Regions from separate parts of the Sus scrofa genome. Here region 2 is linked to region 1. The links are chromatin contacts, called in public Hi-C maps. All regions are on one chromosome and are shown on one strand. The core of a region is the stretch at or near the end of the contact, and the rest is flanking DNA. Distances in the headings are between cores, read along the strand shown.

Region 1 (4,985 bases), core at 469-2,968:
GGGAGCGGCCCAAGAAATAGCAACAACAACAACAACAAAAGACAAAAGACCAAAAAAAAAAAAAAAACAATTGTTTGTGAAGATGTAGAAAAACTGGAACCCTCACACATTGCAGGTGGGAATGCAAAATGGTGCATTCACCGTGGAAAGTAGTTTGGCAGTTCCTCACAAGTTTAAACACAAATATAAGACCCAGTAATTCCATTTCCAGGTATATACCCAAAAGAACTGAAAGAAAGTATATATATATATGCATGTGTATATATATATATACTTTTTTTAAAATTTATTTTTAGGGTCATAGGTGGGGCAGATGTACGTTCCCAGGCTAGGGGTCAAATGGGAGCTGCAGCTGCTGTCCTATGCCACAGCCACAGCAACACAGGATCCAAACCAAGTGTGAGGCCTATACCACAGCTCATGACAAGGCCAGATCCTTAACCCACTGAGCAGAGCCAGGGATTGAACCCAAATCCTCAAGGATACTATTTGGATTCATTACCACTGAGCCACAACGGGAACTCCCGAGAACTGAAAATATGTCCACACAAAGACTTGAACACAAATGTTTACAGCAGTATTATTCAAACAGTCAAAAAGTGGAGGCGGGAGTTCCCGTCGTGGCGCAGTGGCTAACGAATCTGACTAGGAACCATGAGGTTGCGGGTTCGATCCCTGCCCTTGCTCAGTGGGTTAACGATCCGGCATTGCCGTGAGCTGTGGTGCAGGTTGCAGACGCGGCTCGGATCCCGCGTTGCTGTGGTTCTGGCTTACGCCGTTGGCTACAGCTCCAATTGGACCCCTAGCCTGGGAACCTCCCATATGCCGCGGGAGCGGCCCAAGAAATGGCAAAAAGACAAAAAAAAAAAAGTAGAGGCAACCAAAATATTAACTGATGAATGGATAAACAATGTGGTATATACATTCCAAACAACATTATTCGGCCGTAAGAAGGAACTACTGATACATGCTACAATGGGGAGGAACTTTGAAAAGTATGCTCAGTGAAAGCCAATATCTGATCCCACTTACTTACAATGTCCAGAATATCTAAGTCCATAGAGACGGAATGCAGACTGGTGGTTGCCAGGAACTAGGGTGAGGGAGGAATGCTAAGAGATTCCTTTTCGGGGGTGTGGGCGGGGTGCTGATGAAAATGTTCTTAAGTAGTGTCTATGGCTGCACAAATCTGAGTATACCAAAACCACTAAACTTTACACTTCAAAAGGGTGAACCACTAAACTTTACACTTCAAAAGGTACATGAATTCCATTTCAATTAAAAAAGCACATGGAGTTCCCCTAGTGTCTCAGTGGTTAACGAATCCGACTAGGAACCGTGAGGTTGAGGGTTCGATCCCTGGCCTTGCTCAGTGGGTTGAGGATCCGGCGTTGCTGTGGCTGTGGTGTAGGCCAGCGGCTACAGCTCCGATTAGACCCCTAGCTTGGAACCTCCATATGCCGCGGGAGCGGCCCAAGAAATGTCAAAAAGACAAAAACAAACAAACAAACAAACAAACACAAAACTTTCTCCCTGCATTTCTTCCCTAGGAGCCCAAAGAGTAGAACTTTTGTTACTATAAATCTGCTTCACCAGGCGTCGTCTCAGTTTTACGGGATCTCCTGGCGCAGCCTGGCAGTGCGCAGGCGCCTTTCTACGGCGGAAGGCGCGGAGGGGCTCGCCCCGCCCAGGCAGGATGACTCCGCCCACTCCCCCGGCTTGCCCCTCCTCCCTCGCGCGCGGGGACGTGGGCGGTGGCCAGTCAGCAGGAGCCAATCCGCGGTTGTACCCCCGGGCCGCTTTTCCTCGCTGCGCGTGGCCGCTGCCCCATCCCCCAGCGCAGCGTGCTGGCGCGTGGACGCTGGGAAGTGAGCAGGACTGGCGGCGCGTTTCCCCCACGTAATCGGCTCAGGCAGAGCCCGATCTTGGGAGCTTTGTGCCAAGTCCCACAGGGAGCAGTCATCAGGCATCGCCCGGGGGCCTCCCTACTCTCTTTCCTTGCGCGAGGGGAAAACTGCAGCCCAGCGGCGCGATAGAGAAGAGGCCCTAGAACAGGGATGGACAGTTTTTCCGTCAAGGGTCCCACAGTGAATATTTTCTGCTTTGCAGGCCGTACGGTCTCTGCCACAACTGCTCAGCTCTTTTTTGACGCAGAGAAGCAGCCATAGACAGTATATAAAGGATGAGCGTAGCCTGTTCCAATAAAGCTACTCATGGACACAAATCTGAATCAGTATTTACAAATCATGAACTATTCTTCTTTTGATCTCTTCAACCACATAAAAAAAAATATAAAAACCATTCTTGGTCACTGGCTGTAAAAAGCTGCCACCACCACTGCCCCTTCACAGGTTCCTGTATTTGTCGAGGACATGTGGCCTTAAATAGCTTGGGGAGTCTACAGACACAAAGCCTTGATTTGAGGACGAGGTGAGACAGTTTTCTGATTCCACTACCCTTCCACTCCAGCATCCATCTCAGGGGCAAGCTTCTCACCCCCTAGGACCGGCCTGTTTGCAAATTACATCATAATGCCATTTTATTTTATCTCATTTGACTTTTTGGTAGGAAAACTTAATTCCTTTAAAGTTTATTTTATTTCTAGGAGTTCTCATCGTGGCGCAGCAGAAATGAATCTGACTAGGAACAATGAGATTGGGGGTTCAATCCCTGGCCTTGATCAGTGGGTTAAGGATCCGGCATTGCCATGAGCTGTGGTATAGGTCGCAGACACGGCTCGGATCTGGTGTTGCTGTAGCTTTGGTGTAGGCTGGCAGCTGTAGCTCCGATTCAACCCCTAGCCTGGGAACCTCCATATGCTGCAGATGCAGCCCTAAAAAGAAAAAAAAAAAAGCTTATTTTATTTGTAATTACTTGTTATTTGTTTGTTTATTTATTTGCTTTTTAGGGCTATACCCGCAGCATATGGAGGTTCCCAGGCTAGGGGTCCAATTGGAGCTACAGCTGCTGGCCTACGCCACAGCCACAACAACAATTTTTTTTTTTCTTTTTTGCTATTTCTTTGGGCCGCTTCTGCGGCATATGGAGGTTCCCAGGCTAGGGGTCTAATCGGAGCTGTAGCTGCCAGCCTACGCCAGAGCCACAGCAACTCGGGATCCGAGCCCCGTCTGCAACCTACACCACAGCTCACGGCAACGCCAGATTGTTAACCCATGCAGTCGGGTTCTTAACCCACTGCATCCCAGCAGGAACTCCTATTTTTTTCCCCTCTTTTTAAGGCTGCACCTGTGCATATGGAAGTTCCCAGGCCAGGGGTCAAAACTGGAGCTGCAGCTGCCAGGCTACGCCACAGTCACACCAGATCCTTAACCCACCGAATGGGTCCAGGGATTGAACCCAAGTCCTCATGGATACTAGTTGGGTCCACTAGCACTGAGTCACAATGGGAACTCCGGGAACTCCTATTTTATTAAAAAAATTTTTTTGGCTGCCCCTATGGCATGTGGAAATTCCTGGGCCAGGGCTTGAACTCATGCCACAGCAGTGACAACACTGGATCCTTAACTTGCTAGGCTACCAGGGAACTCCCTTTATTTTTATTTAAAACAAATTTTTGGCCACACCTGTGGCATTTGAAAGTTCCTAGGCCAGGGACTGAACCCATACCACAGCAGCAACCCAAGCTGCTGCAGTAACAACGCCAGATCCTTAACCTGTTCCACCACAAGAGAACTCCCCTTTATTTTTAATTGTGCTAAATGGAAAACCTAACTCTTTTGGATCCAAAGTGTGCCTCTTGCAGCTCTCAAGTTCTAGCACTAGTTATATAGGCTCTGTCTGGAAGGCAGTGTGCCAGCCCCAGCCACCTGGCTCAGTGCTTTGGAATAGAAGCCCCTCTTCTCGCTGTCCTTGCTAAAGTGCAGCTGCTCAAAAGCAGGCATCATACAGGGCCAGCTGACTTATTACACTTGGTATTTGTGGGTCTGCAGAGGGAGGTGTGAGGACAGGATTTAGACCAGTGCTATTCTGTAGAAATATAGTGTATCTGATCTGTAATTCTGCATTTTCTAGTAGCCACATTTAAAAACAAAAATAAGTAAGATGTGCTTTAATATGTTTTACTTAATCCAGTATATCCAAAATATTATTTCAGGAGTTCCCTGGTGGCTCTGCGGCTTAAGGATCCGGTATTATCACTGGTGTGGCTCAGGTTCGATTCCTGGCCCAGGAACTTCTGTAAGCCGTGAATGTGGCCAAAAAATAAATAAATAAAAATTGTATTTCATCATGTAAGCAATACAGAACAACTATTAATGAAATATTTTATTTGTGGTGCTAAGTCTTTGAAACCTGCACACTCACAGCCTAACTCATTACAGACCAGCCATATTTGAAGCACTCACTGGGCACACGGGGCAGCTACTGTATTGCAAAGCACAGATTTAGATGAAATGAAACAAGGATTGTGTGTGCTTCTAGTCTGTCGGTGAGGCTGAACTGGGTTTGTTGGTGGAAGGTGGGTGGGACAAGCTGTACATTTTGGAACAGGAGGGTTAACCATAGGGACCCAAAGTTGGTCACAGGGTGCATCTCCGAACCTCTCATGTTGAGGAGCGCTGGAAGGGGAAAGATAACCCAAAGGAAAGTAGTAGAAATTTTTGAGGACCCACAGCTTAAAACCAAGGGGGATTTAGTTCTAAGGTAAGCAGCCATTTCATCATTTCAAACTTTTAGATGATTAACTTGTTGTTGTTGTTGTTTTTCTAGGGCCTCTCCCACGGCATATGGAGGTTCCCAGGCTAGGGGTCCAAATGGAGCTACAGCTGCCGGCCTACACCACAGCCACAGCAACATAGGATCCAAGCCGCGTCTTCAACCTACACTACAGCTCACAGCAACGCCAGATCCTTAACCCACTGAGCGAGGCCAGGGAACCCGCAACCTCATGGTTCCTAGTCGGATTCATTAACCACTGAGCCACGATGGGAACTCCGCCTTTTTTCTTTCGATTGCCCACCCCACAA
Region 2 (4,533 bases), core at 310-2,809, 220 kb after region 1:
CCTGTGTGGCTGTGCCTGTGGTGTAGGCTGGTGGCTGTAGCTCTGATTTGACCCCTAGCCTGGGAACCTCCATATGCCTCGGGTGCAGCCCTAAAAAGGACAAAAATAATATTAATATTTTGGTACCTAAAAATTAGGCAATATACCAAAATACTGAAATACAGGCATTGTAATCACTTCTTCTTTTTTTTTGTCTTTTTCTCTTTTTTCTAGGGCTGCACCTGCGGCATATGGAGGTTCCCAGGCTAGGGGTCTAATTGGAGCTATAGCTGCCAGCCTAAGCCACAGCCACAGCAACACATGGGATCCGAGCTGCCTCTGTGACCCACACCACAGCTCACGGCAATGCTGGATCCTTAACCCACTGAGCAAGGCCAGGGATCCAACCTGCAAACTCATGGTTCCTAGTTGGATTCGTTAACCACTGAGCCATGAGGGAACCCCTGTAATCACTTATTCTTTAAACCAGAGAGCAAACAATCAAATTCTCAACCAAGCAGGAAGGTCCTGTGCCAGCTCTTACTCTCTCAGGGGAGGGAAGACAAGCTTTGCTTCAAGGAATGAGTCAAAACTCTTTTTTTTTTTTAGGGCTGCACCTGTGGCATATGGAGGTTCCCAGGCTAGGGGTTGAATTGGAACTATTGCTGCCAGCCTACGCCACAGACAGAGCAACGGGGGATCTGAGCCTCGTCTGTGAACTATATCACAGCTCAAGGCAATGCTGGATCCTTAACCCACTGAGCGATGCCAGGGATTGAATCCACAACCTCATGGTTCCTAGTCGGATTCGCTTCCACTGCACCTCAAAGCTCTTTTTAATGCGTCCCCCTCCCTCACAAAAAACCCCCAAACCTTTCTGTTTTCTGACCAAATCTTCCTACAAGTGCGTAGTTTCTATTTTAAGAAGATGTATAGTTCCCTCCTGCTGATGTTTAGCATTTGCTATTGTCCCTTAACTTTGGACATAAAGATGGTTTCCGTCCATTCCTTTTCCCAGTTACAGATTACCGGTGGTAAATATATTCACAAATGCAGTCCTAGCTTGTGAGTTACTCTCAAGAGTGGAAATTATTACCAGATCAGAATCAGTTCTGGGACCTCACATCCAGCTCTGGCTTGATATTTTGTGTTCTGAGAAATGTCCTTGCTCGCAGCTCAGAGCCACAGTGTTACTTTAGGAACACACAAAATTATGATCCAAAACGTGATCAGGAAAATTACTGAGTTTGGTAAGTAAAAACCTCTTTCATCTAGGAAGAGCCTTTAAAAAAACGTGTGTGTGTGTGTGTGTGTGTGTGTGTGTGTGTGTGTGTGTGTGTGTTGTGTGGTATGTGTGCGCGCACGTGTGCGTATTTCCCTGAATTTGGAGGAAAAACCGTACCCCCTTTCTCTTTGGACCTCTTATCTGAGGCCAGGATGGAGCCCATGGGATCAGGCTGTGCCAGGGTCTGGAACCTGGCCGGCTTTCCTTTTCACCACGTGGCAGGAGAGGGCTGAGCAGCCTTGTGACTGTCCAATCACTGGTCCTTTGGTGCCCCCTGCTGACCATTCAGTCCCCACTCGAGTCCCTGCCTACCGGAGACGCCTAAAAGGTCTGGGGTGGTGGGATTGCCGAAGCATTGCCTGGAAGAACCTCGTGACCAGAGGCTTGGATGAGAGCTGGCTGGACCATACATCAGACCCCATCTTCTCCTCTTTAGGGCTGAGCCACACAGCCCTGCTGGTGGCAGCCCTACCATAAGGAAAAATGAGTTAAACCCAGTTTGTCTTTCACATTGCTGTTACATTTGTCTTTCTGGCAAACAAAGCTGGTTCTGCAGCTTTAAATCCTATATTGACTTCCGCCATGGACTGAATCATTGTTCCCCCCAAATTCATATGTTGATCCCCAATGTACTAGTATTTAGAAGTTGGGGCCTTTGGGAGAGGTAATTGGGTTTGGACGAGGTCATGGGGGTGGAAACCTCAGGAAGGGATTGGTGCCCTTATAAGGACGCCCTCTGCTGGTAGAAAGGAGACTGTGCACAACACTGGACAAGTGCCCAGGTCTCTCTGCTCCTGCTGCTGGGGCAGCCAGCTTCTTGCCAGGAGAGTTTGGGTGTCCACAGGATGCAGCCCAAGCCCTGCGTGGTTCTCACTGGGGTTAAGGTGAAGGGGAAGTGCCTTGCCCTCCCCTCCATGGGGATGATGTGGGGATCAAACAGCAGCCCTGCCAACACCCTGCCTCACTCCCAGGGATAGGTAGGGACACTGTGTTTTTGGTCCACCTCCTTCCCAAAAAGTTCTCCATAGCTGGTCAAGAGCCTCTCTTCAGTAGGTGTAGAGACTTAAGCCCTTGTCCTCTGCTTTGGGGCCACAGCAAAAAGGGAGACAATTGAAAAAGTTCCTTTTTTTTTTGGTCTTTTTGCCTTTTCTAGGGCCGCTCCTAGGGCATATGGAGGTTCCCAGGCTAGGGGTCCAATCAGAGCTGTAGCTTCAGCCTGCACCACAGTCACAGCAACAGGGGATCTGAGCCGCGTCTGCAACCTACAACACAGCTCACGGCAACGCCAGATCCTTAACCCACTGAGCAAGGCCACGGATCGAACCTGCAACCTCATAGTTCCTAGTCAGATTCGTTAACCTCTGAGCCACGACGGGAACTCCTTGAAAAAGTTCTTTTTAAGCATCCTATTATGTCGGGGGTTGTTGGACAACAGTCAGCATAGAGGCTGCAGAGAACAAAGAATTTTGTTTGGGCTCTTAGGAATTGCAATTTGTGGAGTTCCCATCATGGCTCAGTGGTTAACGAGCCCGACTAGAATCCATGAGGATGCAGGTTCAATCCCTGGCCTTGCTCAGTTGATTAAGGATCTGGCATTGCCGTGAGCTGTGGTGTAGGTTGCAGATGTGGCTCGAATCTGGTGTTGCTGTGGCTGTGGCATAGGCCGGTGGCTACAGCTCCGATTAGACCCCTAGTCTGGGAACCTCCATATGCCAAGGGTGCGGCCCTAAAAAGACAAAAGACAAAAAAAAAAAAAAAAGAATTGCAATTTGGGAGACATAGCTTTGGGTCAAACCAAAAGAATGTTCTGGGGAAGAGACAGTCAGAGGCCACAAAGACAAAAACCACAGGCTATCCTCTGACCCAAGGAAGGAAATATTTTTCCTTATGGATAGGCTGTCACGAGTTATTTTAGGGTAAGGGTCTGATAAGTATCTTGAGTTTCTGGAACGCTGGGCCGATGTTCTAGATGTCTTTGTTAAGACCATGAGTGGTCAAAAGGTCAGACTCCATCTGGGCTGAGGCGAGCAAATGGCTCACTTCCCTGATGGCCTCCCAGCTCCGTTTCAGAGAGCTCTCTACACAGCACCACCTCCAGGGTTTGTGGGATGAGTAAAGGCATGGCCAGGGGGCTGGCCGCGATGGGCCATGAGGTGGCAGGAGGGCAGCCAGGGGTCCCAGCTCGGGGTCCCCAGAGTAGACTTGGACTTGGACGCTGGCTCTCATTTCGTGGCTGTGTGTTTTTGGGAAAGCTATGAATTATCTCTACAGCTGGCTCATCTCTAAAATAGGGATAATGGTTGGAGTTCCCATCATGGCGCAGCGGAAACGAATCCGACTAGGAACCATGAGGTTGCGGGTTTGATCCCCGGCCTTGCTCAGTGGGTTAAGGATGCAGAGTTGCTGTGAGCTGTGGTGTAGGTTGCAGACACGGCTCAGATCCTGTGTTGCTGTGGCTGTGGTGTAGGCTGGCAGCTGAAACTCCAACCTGACCCCTAGCCTGGGAACCTCCATATACTGTGGGCATGGCCCCTAAAAAAAAAAAAAAAAAAGGTTAATGGTAGAACCCACCATACAGGTTAGGATTAATGAGATGATGTAGACGCGTGTCTGGTGTTTGACCGCAGGAGAGACTTCCCTCTGATCAAGCCTTCCCTGTTGGGGTTACTGTTCCTCAAAGGTCAGGGGGGGCTGCACCAGCTGGGGGGCGGAGCTCAGGCTTCAGGCTCGGCTGGAAGCAGCAGGAGGAGAAGGGGAGGGAGGTGGGAGACAGGGAGTAAGGAATTCAGTGCAGAGGGGGGAGCCAGCTTCTGCTGCTCCCACTGCCCCGCCCATGCCCCTCTGCCCCCAACGTGTTCCCTCTGTTGCTTGGCCTGGGGGCAGGCAACCTGCACTCCAGCCTTCTCACTCCCTGTGCAGGGAGGACCAACTCAGCCCTGGGGCTGGTCTCTGCAGAGTGGCCCTGGTGGGTGAGCCCCTCACCAAAGCCCCCGTCCAGGTTCTTCCCTCCCCCCTCCTCCCTGGCTGACCTGCCCAGGGACTTGAACCTGGGCCTTGGCCAGGAGCAGCTGACTCATGTGCTCTCTGGCTTCTCTGGCAAAAAACCTCCAGTCTCCCCACCCGAGTCTTGTAAATGGAAACTCTTCTTCATGGAGCTGGTGAAGGAAGACAGTTGCAAAGAGCTGGCGATTGGAACTGGACCCAGTGGCTGGTGGGAAAGGGCTCAGGAAGGTCAGATGCCCTGTGGAGGCCCCTGGCGGCCACTGGGC

The links. A called contact is a pair of places that touch in the nucleus more often than the background predicts.
Region 2: a contact with region 1 is called in a Hi-C map of heart right ventricle, with 4 times the contacts expected there. A contact is called at or near these places in 4 of 47 Hi-C or Micro-C datasets (epiblast stem cells, fibroblasts, heart right ventricle and 1 more) and 1 of 2 datasets of targeted methods (alveolar macrophages).

The regions. Positions count from the first base shown.
Region 1 is chr4:95,892,908-95,897,892 of Sscrofa11.1, forward strand. No RefSeq gene overlaps it. Among named protein-coding and RNA genes, the nearest start is that of SLC27A3, 8.2 kb to the right of the region's middle.
Region 2 is chr4:96,110,317-96,114,849 of Sscrofa11.1, forward strand. No RefSeq gene overlaps it. Among named protein-coding and RNA genes, the nearest start is that of S100A6, 14 kb to the left of the region's middle.